Regions from separate parts of the Mus musculus genome. Here region 2 is linked to region 1. Evidence: chromatin contacts called from public promoter capture Hi-C data. All regions are on one chromosome and are shown on one strand. Each heading gives the region's core, a stretch centred on a gene start, on an enhancer-like site or on the middle of the called end of the contact. The rest is flanking DNA. Distances are from core to core; before and after follow the strand shown. Region 1 holds the start of Rbm24 (RNA binding motif protein 24). Region 2 holds the start of Dek (DEK proto-oncogene (DNA binding)).

Region 1 (6,344 bases), core at 2,688-5,187:
CAACAGCAGGAATGGTGAATGGGACACATGTCTTGTGCACACGTCGTACCTGGTATTTTTGGTTTTGATTTTTTTGTTTGTTTTTGTTTTGTTTTGTTTAATCAATCATAAGCCCAACATTTGGCTGGTTTGGAGACTGCATACTTGGTCGGATAACTTGACTCATCTAAAAATATTTATAGTATCAGCATTAAAAAATACATAAGCATATATAAATATGCAAAACCCGGAATGTTCTGCCATGTGTCGACCTTGTCTGTTCATAACAAAAAGGCAGGGAGACAAATGGTAACCATGTTGTGATCTGGGAGGGCTTGGTAAATTGACTTACCCGAAAGGTCTCTGGATAAGGGCTGGGTGAAGCTGTTGAACGCCAAAGGCAAAACCTAGCAATAAAACACACCACAATTCCTGTTTGTGCACAGTTAGGGACATAGTATTCCTACAAAGGAACTACAGTCACAATTTGTGATTTAAAAAGAACCACTCCTATGAAACTGTTCTTTATATATGGAAAATAGATATGCTTTATAAATGTTATCATTCATCCTAAGTAAACATTTGAATAGACTAAGATTGGAAAACTTAAAAAAAAAACTCTGCAAAGTTTACTTAACAGACATAAAAAAAGATTTGAAAATATTTAGAGAGAGACCCAAAAACAACAATGAAGTTAAATTCACAAATATTCCTACAGTTCCAACCCACAAGCAAAAAAAGAAGAAAAAGAAGAAGGAGGAAGAGGAGGAGAAGAGAAAGAAAAAAGTCTTTGCAATTTGGAACATAATGGCATGCCTTGAAAAGTTTTCCATTTTACAGTTTATAGTATTAAAATTGTATAAAAACAAAATTCCCCATCGCTCTTTTGAGACTCGTACGTGCACAATTCTTACAGTTTTACGGAGAAGATGTTTTAGAAAGACAGAGTTTTGAATGTTCGTGGGTAATTTCTCCACGTATTTCCTTTCTGACAATTGGGCTCCTGAACAGAAATGTCAACCTCTCTCTCTCTCTAAACTTCTGCAGCCAAGGCTGAGTGAAGGGTACATGATTTCGGCAACAGAGCTGCTTGCCTAAAGGATCGGAGTCATTAGCTCAACCCTCAGGTGAATTATTTTCAGTAAAGGAAAATAACACTCCCAAATAATACAACAGATTTTCACACAGACCTAGCAATATTGTAAACTAACAGCTATGGGGATTTTTTAAAAATAAATTATTTCTCATCTCCAAGTAAAAAATCATTAAAGACAAAGCAAAACAAAACAAACAAAAAAATCCCAAAATTGTAAACTGTGGAGGTGAAATCTTCCTATGTGGCTGCTAGTACTCTGTGACTTTATGTGAAAATATGTGCTATGTCCATCTTGGTTCAGGATTCAGATCATGCATTCTCTGAGCACAGCGTAACTGGCCTAGAGCACACTAAGAAAGAAGGCTCATTGGCCGGCCAGAGGTGACAAGGCCCACGTAGTATACCCTTTTATCCACAAGTGGCTAGTAAAAACTGGATAACTGAAAGCAGACAAAAAAACATCTATCATTGTATAGGAAAACACACCAATTAACTTTTGAGTGCAAGCTATCTGGACCCTAAGATCTATTTTTGAACATCTCAAGTACCCAGAGGCGTACTTACAATGTTCATGTATCTTTAATGCCTTGGTGGAACAACCAGCTCAAGTTCTACCAAACCGAGCTACAGGGTCTCAGGAAGCTGGCTTTTCTGGGCTGGGGGTGGCAGTGGAATCTGTCTACAGATGGGTGGAGAGTTGGGGAGGAGGGAGAGGGAGGGGGAGGGGGAGGGGGAGGGGGAGGGGGAGGAGGGTGTTGCTCACCTGGCTGCATGATTCTTGGTTTTGCTCCCAAGTATGCCAGATTCACATTGGCCTTCCTACCATCGATGATGGGGTTGGGATCCTTGCAGGCCCTTTCAGCGGCAGCCCTGTCAGCCATGGTGACCTTAGCAACATACACAGACAGACACACAGAGCCCTCAGTTAACCCCTGAAGGAAAAGGATTCAAGCCACCGAGCTGGCTGGCTTTCTTTTCTTATTTGGGAGGGGTTGGGAACATTAACTCTCCATTCTCTGCCTTAAAAAAAAAAAAAAAAAGCAGAAAGAAGAAAGGAAGGAAGGATCTCCCCCGCCCCCCACCCAAAGTCCTAAGGGTGCTAATGTGGGGCCTAACAGAGATTGGGAGCCACCATTCTGAATTCGCGCGGAGATTTACCTTTTACATTCCCACCGGGGCCCCAGAGGTACTGTGGGCTTTAAACAAAGTCCAGCCCCAAACCAGCTGGTTACTCCCCAGCGACAATAGCGATTGCCCTGCTCCTGGGCTCTCAGCTCTTTGGGCTGCTGAATTCGCCCCTTTAAATCTCCAGGAAGCTTAATGTGCTGTTTCAGTTAGGCAAACACCCAGAGGTGCAGCTTTTTCTTTTCCTTTTAGAATCTACCTTTGCAATTTAAAAGATAGTGATGTAAAGTGTGTGTGTGTGTATGTGTGTGTGTGTGAGTGTGTGTGTGTGTGTGTGTGTGTGTGTGTGTGTGTGTGTGTTAGCTCTAGCCCTCCCTGGGCCTAAACAACACACACACACACACACACACACACACACACACACACACACACTGTTTTTTTTTTTTTTTCTTTTTTAAACAAAGCACCAGCTCACTTAACAACCAGCCTCCAACCTGGGAATCCACAGTGAGGGGCTCTGCTTCCTCCCTCCCAACTCTCCACATCTCCCATCTCTCCTTCCCAGGCTCTCGGGGCCACCGAAAGAGCATGGCCTCAGGTCCTCTCTGTACCCCACGAGGCAGCCACGGCCCTTCGTTTCTCCAAGCCCCATCGCACTTAAAGTTTCAGCTTAGCTCCGAGTGAACGGGCGTCCCGCGAGGTCCCACTGTGCCCCTTATCCTAATCTCTGCCTCCCCAGGGCCTGGGGCCACTTGCTCCCTGCTGGCCTGATCGCTTTGGCCAGGACCTCTCTTAGTTGCTCCCCACCCACCCTGAGTCCTTCTTCCACGTAACTTACAAATCCGTAGCCCCGGGACTTGCCGGTCTGCCGGTCTGTGATGACCACCGCTTCCTCGATGTCTCCGAAGACCTCAAAGTACTTGCGCAGGCTGGCGTCGGTGGTGTGGTAGGGCAGCCCTCCCACGAAGATCTTGGTGTACGTCGTGTCCTTCTGGGTGGTGTGCATCTTCGCGCCCGCCCCGCGGCTCGGGCTCCGGCTGCGGCTGCGGCTGCGCCTGGTCCTCGGGCTCCGCGTCTCCCGCAGCGCGCGGCGGCCGCCGGGGGCCGAGGGCGCGCGCGGGGGCGAGGGGGCGGCGTGGGCGCTGGGCGCGCGGCTTCCCAAGTGGCCCACTGTCCCCGACACTCGCCCAGGCGCTCTGCTCCAGTCCCCGCGTCCGGTCACTGTCCAGACCTTCCGGATCGTCCGGGTAACCAGCTCCGTAGCCGCGGACTGTGGGAGCCTTTTGCACTCACGCCGCGTGAAAGTAAAAATAAAATAAAAATATTTTTTTTCTTAAATGCAGAGAGGGTGGTGGTCTCCAAGTCCAGAAGAGGTAGATGGTTCTTTCTCAAAAAATCGAGTGGCTTAGTGGGATGGGGGTTGGCTCAGAGGCTACCGTGTCCCGGGGGCGCGGAGGTGGCAGCTGGGGGCGCGGTGCTGGGCCCGGCTCGGTCTGGGAACCGTCCCTTCTGCTTAGTAGCTGCCACACCAGTGCGGACGGAGGACCGCTCTCCAACCCTCTATTCCTTTTTCCCCAGCGGCCCTGGGGGTCGACGCCCGGCTGGGGAGGGGGCGGGCCGGACGCCTGCGATTGGCCGGGACAGCACCTGGGGCGCCCGGCGCCGCCGCCCCCCAGCTGTTGGGAACAGCTGCTTCTCTCCCCGCGCGCGGGCGCTGGGTCGCCTGGCTGGGGCTCTGGCGCTGTTGCTGGGGCAGAGTTGGAAACGGCTGGAGGCGGCCTGGCTCTGTTGTTGCCTGCTCCTACTGGTCAAAGTCGCAAAGACCCCTGGCGATTCCCGCAGGGACCCAGAGTGAGCTGATTGACGCTCCGAAGCAGACCACGCTAGCTTCTTGCTAGGCCTCGCTGGCACGACCAGTTGACTTGAGAGTCCCCCGGGGCCTGGGGTGGTTTGTACAGAGGCCAGTCCCCTCCCAAACACCTGGGACCAAGGAGATCTGTCTCTAGCGTCTGAACCGTGAGAAGAACTCTCAAGTTTTCTTAGCCCCCAAAAGCTGGTGCTGTGGGTAACCAAGAGGAAGAGCCCCAGGGATGTTATGTGGTGGGGTGAATAATAATAATAGCCCCTAGCATTTGGGAATGCTTGAGAAAAACTTTGGCTTTAATGGCTCACAGCTAGCAAAGGGTGTCTGTATTCATCTGGCCCTGCTGACTACTGCAGAGGACCATGAATTAGTACTGTACCTCCCACGATCATCAAATTTGTGCTTCCTGCCTAACTTAGTTATTCAGGAAGATGGGTACAATGTCTGTCTCAACACAAGTCGCTCCCACCTCCGCCTTTTTTTTTCCCCACTAAGCAAAGAATCTATTTCCTTCTATTTGAATTGCAGAACGGTTAGTGAATTGACCTCATTTATTTATCCGGATATAATTGTAAAAAGTATGATTTCTTTTAAAAGGGTGGGGGCTGTTACATAACGATGGATTTCTACCAGCAATTCTGGAAGCATAGATAGAATACACTAAACGTAGTATATGTTTATTAATTTAAGCCAGCTCGTTGGCAGTTCTTATGCTCAATAGGGCTTTAAATTAATGACGCTTTGAAATCAGCCCATCATATTTAAGGTTTAGATTAAAATACCCCTCCCCCTTATTTTGAGACAGGGTATTGTGTATCCCAGGCTGTCCTTGAACTTCCGGTGTATCATAAAGATTACTTTGAATTTGAACTTCTGATTCTTCTGTCTCAGAGTCCTGAATGCTGGGACTGCGGGCATGTGCCCCTTCTCTGGGTTTATGGGAAGCTTTGGGAAGGAGCACAGGGCTTCCTTCCTGCCAGGCAAGCACTCTGCCGACTGAGCTACATCCCCAGGCCCCCGATGAAAGTATTTAATGTAAGCAGAACATTTCACTCTCTGCCCTCACTGCACAAGCGGGTTTTGCTCCGAGAGGCCAGTGTAGTCCCAACACTAGTTGCCCCTGAGCTACATCTTTTATTTCCTTTTAAACAGGTCAGTGTATTAACCGATAGAGCCCCACAGACATACCCCAGTTACTTTCCAGGGCACCTTAGCTGTCAACCCCAGCCAATGAAGAATGTGGTGTGTGCAAAGGTGAATGAGAATTACTAGCAAATATTCTGGTAGGAAATCTTCAATTCATCTTGCTGATTTCCACAGGAGGCTGCCCGAGGTTATCGGGGTCAGTTTGAATCCTCAGTGAGAGAAAAGGAAAACTAAGAAATCTCGCTGTGGTTAATCCTGGGGAGAAAAATTAAGCAGTTTATATAATGTAAGTATTTTATACGAAGTGTTGACTCTTTAATACAGTTCCTCGTGTTGTGGTGATCCTCCAACCACTAAACTATTTTTGTTGCGACTTCTTAACTGTAATTTTACCACTGTTATGAATAGTAACAAACTATCTGTGTTTTCCAATGGTCTTGGAAGGTCACGACCCACAGGTTGAGAACCACTGTTGTAGACGCCGGCCCCAGTGTGAAAATATAAATCTTTGTCGCTGTTTAAGTGAAGTACTAGTTCAGAAGGGACTCTGTGCTCGAAGGACAAAAGATAATTTTTAAAAGTAAGAAAGCAGACCCTGACACAGAAGACGTATGCTTTCGAGTATTTAATATTCATCTTACGGTGTCATTTCACAATTATAGTACTTCACTGAAGCGCAGGCGGGCAAAAGCCTCTGAGAGGGGAGGCTTTTTGTCTACTAAGAAGTCCCAGACACTGTGTGCCATTGGATGACTTGTCTTCCTACATGGGTAAGAAGCCAACCCAGCCTGCAGGCAAAGAGAGTATCTGGGAGTGCAGCCAGGCATTTGGATGGTGGTCTCTAGGCAAAGTGGAGAGAGCTAAGAGGAAGGTTTTACCCCCACAACGGGATAGACTATCCTAGAGCTCAGCCTTCGGGAAGAAATACACTCTTTACTTCGAGGACTGAGGAAGCAGCTTAGTGGGAAAAATGCTTGGTGTGCAAGTGCTAGGACCTGAGTTCAAATCCCTGTATCGCCACGAATGCTAACTGTGCTGGCACATCTTGGCCAGCTTCTGGTCTCTGTACACACACACACACACACACACACACACACACACACACACACATACACACGTGGGGGGACAGTGAAG
Region 2 (6,344 bases), core at 1,306-3,805, 690 kb before region 1:
CACTATTAGTGAAGAAGTCATTTGGCTTCTGGGACACAGCTCTGATTCTCCTCTACCACTGGCTACTGTTGATCTACAGCTTCTTAGCTGGCTTGCCTTCCTCTTTTGAACTCATAAGCCTGTAGTATTCAGAGGTTCAGTCTTGAGACTATCTCTCCTTGCTACTTAATTTCTATCGCTACCTTTGTTCATCCTATAAGTGACATCATTCAGTGCTGGGGCTCTGTATGCCAACCACATGTTGACAGTGGCTAAGTTTGTATTGTGAGCTCCTGCTTGCTTCTTCCTCTAAACTCTAGACATTCATGTCCATCTGCCTATGTTATGGCTTATATATGTTTGGCCCAGGGGGTGGTACTATTAGGTGTGGCCTTGTTGAATATGGGTGTCACTGGGTATGGGCTTGAAGACCCTCATCCTAGCTGCCTGGAAGCCAATCTTCCACTAGAAGCCTTCAGATGAAGATGTACTCTCATCTGAACTCTCAGCTCCTCCTGCACCATGCCTGCCTGGATGCTGCCATGCTCCCACCTTGATGATAATGGACTGAACCTATGAACCTGTGAGCCAGCCTCAATTATTGTCCTTGTAAGACTTGCCTTAGGTCATGGTGTCTGTTCTCAGCTGTAAAACCCTAAGACAGCTTATTTGTAATTTTCACTTTGGTGATCATAAATCTCAATCCTAACATCTCTAAAATCTTCCTTCTCCCAATATGTCGTCTCTTCACTCTCATCCTCTTATCCCTTATTTCCCATGTCCAGTAATGTAGATAATCCTTTTGGTTTTGTTTTTTTGTTTTGTTTTGGCTTTTCGAGACAGAGTTTTTCTGTGTAGTCCTGGCTGTCCTGGAACTCACTCTGTAGACCAGGCTGGCCTCAAATTCAGAAATCCACCTGCTTCTGCCTCCCACGTGCTGGGATTAAAGGTGTGCGCCACCACTGCCCAGCTTAGATAATCCTTTAGAGCATACCATGTCTCTCTCCGCTCTCATTCCTTTAATCACTGACCTTTTAAAAGGAAAGCCCCCCTGCTGGTACTCCAGATCCCCCTGTGACTGCTGCATCACTACCACACAATCTATGTATTTTTGCTTAATGTCTCAACTACAGTCTCGTCTTCAAGATGGCAGGCCTGTTATGATGGACAGAGGATTCGGTACTTATAAAGGAACGGATGAGAATGGTATCAAAACAGTGATGGCCTGGAGGTAAGAGAAATACTTGACCAGAGATAAGTGATGGGAAGGACCGAGTTCATTGATGACAATAGGAAGGAGCAGCCCTGGCAGTGGAAGAGTAAATCCTAGATAGTGTGAATGACAGCCATGTGCAGGAACATGAGGGAAGGCATGTGTGACTGACAGGCCAACTGTGTCAGGGAGCCATCAGACAGAGGGTCAGCAGCCAGTTAAGTAGCATCTTACACGTTGTGATATGGAAATTTGGAGGTTATTCCAAGTTATGATGGGACCATCTGAGGCTTATAAGCAGAAGATCAAACTAAATAAAATAGCTTTGGCTGAGGTGTGATTAGTGGGAAAAGGCAGAGAGAGTAGCCCTTGGAAAGGGCTCTGTTGCAACCCAAACTAAAAAACAAAGAAAGGTGAGCAGAATCAGTAGAATGGGAGATGGCTTAAGATCTGAAAGCAAAAATAGCAGGACTTTGCGTATGTTTACAAAAGGGGCACAGAAGAAAATAAAGTCTAACTTTTGTCCCTCAACTTGGAGACTATTATGGCAAATGAAACCAATCATATTTCCACCAGGTTGACTGGATAAAAAAAAGGGAGGGAGGGAGATTATTCTCAGGGTAGGGAAAAAATGAAGACAATCACATAGGAGAGCACGTAAGGAAATGTTGCTTTTAAACTGTGGACTCTAAAAGGTATCAGAGGGCTTGCCTAGAATTCTTGACAGGAGAGTGTGGCTGGACAAATACCGTATCTGCATTATAGGGGAGACCAAGGGGGCTAGAGAAAGGAAGAGGGTGAATCTGTCTAACATTCACCGGTTTGAAACCTATTTATGTCGCTGGTGGTGTGAGCACTTAACGTGGTGGGTCCCTGTCACGGTGCAGCGTACCGGCGACGGGAAGCCTCGCAAGTAGGTCTCATTTGGAAGCCTTCATCTCGAACGACCCCTCGGAAACAAACGTGGTGGCTCCGAATCAACCCCGTCCGCGGGGTGATCGCCGCGTGAAGTCGAGTCGAGAAAGACTTCGGCGGATCCCTCAACTTCGTCACCTCCAGACGCTCCCCGGCTCCGCGGCCCAGGACGGCCGGTCATTTTTCTCCCGGGATCGGGAGGCTGGAAGCTCGCAGGCCCCCTAGCGTCCAACCGTTCAGCGCGGAGGCCCCGGCTCGCGCCCGCCCGCCACCCCGTGCACCCACCCAGCCACCCGCCGGACGCCGCGACCCGGGTCCTCCCGCGGACCGCAGACCCCCCGAGACCCCGCCCGGGCAGCCCGCGAGAGACGCCGCCGCCCCGCCTCCCGCCCGCCCTCCCGCGCGCGCCAACTCCCAGCGCCGCGCGCTGATTGGCCGGCGCCTTCCCGCTCTGCTTCCCGAACCGCCATTTTGAAAATCTTGTTGATTCTGAGGAGCGGGGAGAGAGAGAGCGCGAGAGAGAGCGAGCGCGCGGCGCGAGGACCTCGGCCCCGCGCGACTTCTACACAGCGGCGGCCTTCTCGTGCGCACCCGCGGTGAGGACGGCGGCGGGGAGGCGCCGGGGCAGCGGGGAGGGGACGCGGCCAGAAGCACTGAGGCCCGCCGCGGGGGAGGGGACTCGCAAGGCTCGGCTCGCCTGGGCCACACTGGCCGGGCCCGAGCCGGCCCGGGGCGGCGCAGGCCGGGCGGGAGCGCGCGCGGGCGGCTGAGAGGGCGGTGCGGTTTCCCGCCTCGGGCATCCCCGGGGAGGCGGGCCGAGTGACAGACCCAGGGTAGGCGACTTGGAGGGGAGCTGACGCTGGGCGCTCGGCACGCTCCATGCCCGCGCGAGCGAGAGAACCGAAGCGTGCGGCTTCCTCCCCGCCCGCAGGCCCCCAGCATGTCGGCGGCGGCGGCCCCCGCTGCGGAGGGAGAGGACGCCCCCGTGCCGCCCTCATCCGAGAAGGAACCCGAGATGCCGGGTCCCAGGGAAGAGAGTGAGGAGGAGGAGGAGGATGACGAAGACGATGATGAAGAGGACGAGGAGGAAGAAAAAGGTGGGTGGGCAGGGATACGCATCCCTCACGGGTGGATTTTTTTTTTTCCCACATCAAAAGTTTCCCCTTCCCTCGCTCCTTTTGGGAAACAGTTATCTTGCATTTTAACGCTTAGAGGCGTCAAGTCGGAGTGGTGGATTTCACGCGAATGCTAACAATCAGTGGCAGAGAATCTGGATTTTTTTTTTTTTTTTTGAGTATTTGCCAAGGTTTCGGTGCAAGTGTAGCAAGAGCCTTTTCCCGATGCGCCTTCAGAACACTTCGTCGTTCGTTTAGGGAGTTTGTAAGTCTGAGATCCGCTTTTTGAAGTTACCCCGAGGTTCCGTAACGAAACAACACTGCAAGGCATTCTTGCAAATCCTGGAAATGTTTTCATTTCCATATTCTCGGCTGTGTGTAGCTGCTGATTCCCTCCCCCGCCCCTCCCCCATAAGGGTTCTTGTGGGAGTGCTTTTCTTTGCCGTGAAAGTTGTTGCTGTTGGAGAAAGTAGTTTAAAAATGAGAAAACTGAACTGAAAGTTAGAACGGGAGCCCGCAGCTCTCTCGGTTTTGGGGACTGATTCTGACCCAAGGAGGGTGGTAAGAAGCCTCATTTGAGTAGAGGCAGAGCGGGGCGAAGAAGCATTGTGTCAGTCAGAGTGCATGCATCAGTCTACCCGACAGGCTCAGCTATTGGAAAATCCAAGGCACAGCTTCACAATCTAGCTTAATGGTGCAGATGGCCACAGCTCAGCCAGACTTGGGAGCAGGCCTAAAGGTTAAAGTGCTCTTCCCAAACTGTCATTTCTTTTCTTTTCTTTCTTTTCTTTCTTCTTTTTTTTTTTTATAAATACCATCTAGGTTAAGAGGACAAGGCATACTTATTATTTGAAGTGGTATGTGCTCTAAGACCTTATGGGAGCGTGTCATTTAAGTACAACCTTGGCTTTAATTATAAATCTTAATAAGAATTGTTTAAATTGCTTTTAGATTATTTATAATTGGTGTGTTCTATAAAGTCAATGATGTGGTGTTTTAGAGCATGGTATGATGGCAGTGTGTGCTAAGGCATCCCTCCTCCCTGAGGTACCAGCCATAGATAAGTGTAGTGTAGAACAGTTTATTTGGGGCAGGGGAGGAGAGAGAGCAGCCAGGAACACGTGGAGAGAGAGGGGAAGGGGAGAAAGTGAAAGGGGGCAGAGAGTTAAGAGAGTACAAATAGACCCTTTTATAGCCAGCCAGGCCTACCTGGCTGTTGCTAGGTAACTGTTGGGCGGAGCCTAGAAAGAATGCTAACAATAATGACTGAAAGTTGACTGCACTATCAGTATAACTAAGACTTTAACACTTTTACAGGATTTGTGTGTGTGTGTGTGTGTTTTTGTTTGTTTTTCTTCCTAGTGGGGCAAAGTTGTGATACTAGAGTTCTAGAGGTGGTGAGTTTTCTTGGGCAGAAAGAAAGTGAGACATTCTGTATAAAAGGCCCAAACAGTAGTGTCTGGGGAGGCTGTCATTGAGTGCTTTAGAAGATCCTGGATTTCATTCTAGCTGAATAAGTTGGTTGTGTTTTTAAAAGTGCTATTTGTAGGTTTAGTCCTTCACAGTTTTAATCTGGTTCCTTCTTACTCAGTTTTCTCTTTAGGGACATTCCAGGTAACTGGAACGGCAAGTTTCTATTCTACTTGTCCCAGAATACTTACCTTCAGTATGATGACAGAGAGGTGTGGGGTCAGTGAAATTACTGGTCTGTGAAGTGAGGCGAGAATTGGAAGTGAGTTGGGGGAGATGAGAGGCCGAGCTGTGACTTCGCCTTTCCTCTATAGTGTTTGGATGCTGCTGCTGTTCTGTAGAAAACCAAGCCTGCATGCTTGGCAGTGATGCTGAGGTCTTTTGGATGTGTTGTTTGGGTTCCTGTAGGACATAGAGGAGCTGTCAAGGTTACAGTGGGGTGCAGTCATTTGAAAGCTCTGCTCCAGGTTGGGCTTCTGAGAACTAATTTGTAGATCTGATCCAGAGCAAGTGAATGACTTGGTACTAAGAGGCAGTCGGGTGACTATAGGAGCTGTTCCACTCAGTGCTGTCTTTCTCCATTTATTCTCCACAAATCTTTATATCCCCCAAACCTGACCTATCTTGGAAAGCCTACACTAATGTTTTGATTCTTTTTCCTCCCCAAATAATAATCCCCCTTCAACTCACAAAAATTTTGTTTTTAAGCTTTCTTTTTATTTTCTATATATGAGTGTTTTGCTTGCATGTATGTGTGTACACCACCATGGTCCGGTATCCTTGGAGGCCAGAAGGTGCCTGGAGTCAGAGAGGGTTGTAAGCTGCCATGTGCTCAGTGGCTAAACACTGGTCCTCTGAAAGAGCAGTAAGTGCTCTTAACCACCGAGCCATGTCTCCAGTCCCTCACAAAGCATTCTGTGTCTTGTGTGTGGCTAGGAGTGGTGCATATGGAGGTCAGAAGAGATCTTGGAGTCATTTCTTTTCCACCATATTCATTCTGGGCTTAGACCCCAGGGTATTGGACTTAGATCACCAGACTGGACAGCAAGCACCTTACATGCTCAGGAGTCTAGCCAGCCAGTCTCACACATTTTATATCTATTATCTTTTTCTCTTCAAAACTGAGGATTGAATCTAGGGACTTGAACATTTCAGACGTTTATCATTGAGCTATATCCTTATCCCTTATATATATCTTTCTTAAAGATATTTTACACTATGTATGGTTTTTATTTTCCTAGTTGAATTTTCAAAACAATGAGTATTTGGTACAATTTGGACACAGTAGGTATTCATTTGAATGAATGAGAGGACCTCCACAAAATAAATTTTGTATTTGACTAGATTTCAACCAAGAAGTAAGTGGTTATTTAAATATAACAATGTTTTAAGCTTTATATACCACATATTTCCTGGGGTTTTCTTAGAAGACTGGATTAAAGGGTACTTAACTTTCTCAGACTGACTTACGGACATTATGAACATTGTTATCAAACTACAAAGTAATGTTTAGCCAGCTATCTTAAAACAGGTACCAAAATACAGTAGAAGCATGCTCCAGTGTTTATAGCACAGTAGGATGACTGCTTAGCTTAAATAACTTATTACATGTTTGTATGAACATTTAGAATTGTTCAGAGACTCAGGACAAA

Evidence for each region. Promoter capture Hi-C pulls out the DNA fragments that hold promoters and counts their contacts.
Region 2: a promoter capture Hi-C map of pre-B cells shows a contact between it and region 1, with 4 times the contacts expected there. The contact joins the promoter of Dek here to the promoter of Rbm24 in region 1. A contact is called at or near these places in 2 of 39 promoter capture datasets (the HPC-7 cell line and pre-B cells).

Annotation. Positions count from the first base shown.
Region 1 is chr13:46,415,893-46,422,236 of GRCm38.p6, reverse strand. Rbm24 (RNA binding motif protein 24) reads right to left here and starts at 3,937. Exons shown (of 4, transcript NM_001081425.1): 1 at 3,039-3,937; 2 at 1,839-1,962; 3 at 332-386. The coding sequence starts at 3,206.
Region 2 is chr13:47,102,432-47,108,775 of GRCm38.p6, reverse strand. It overlaps Dek (DEK proto-oncogene (DNA binding)), which reads left to right and starts at 2,555. Exons shown (of 11, transcript NM_025900.2): 1 at 2,555-2,703; 2 at 3,039-3,204. The coding sequence starts at 3,048.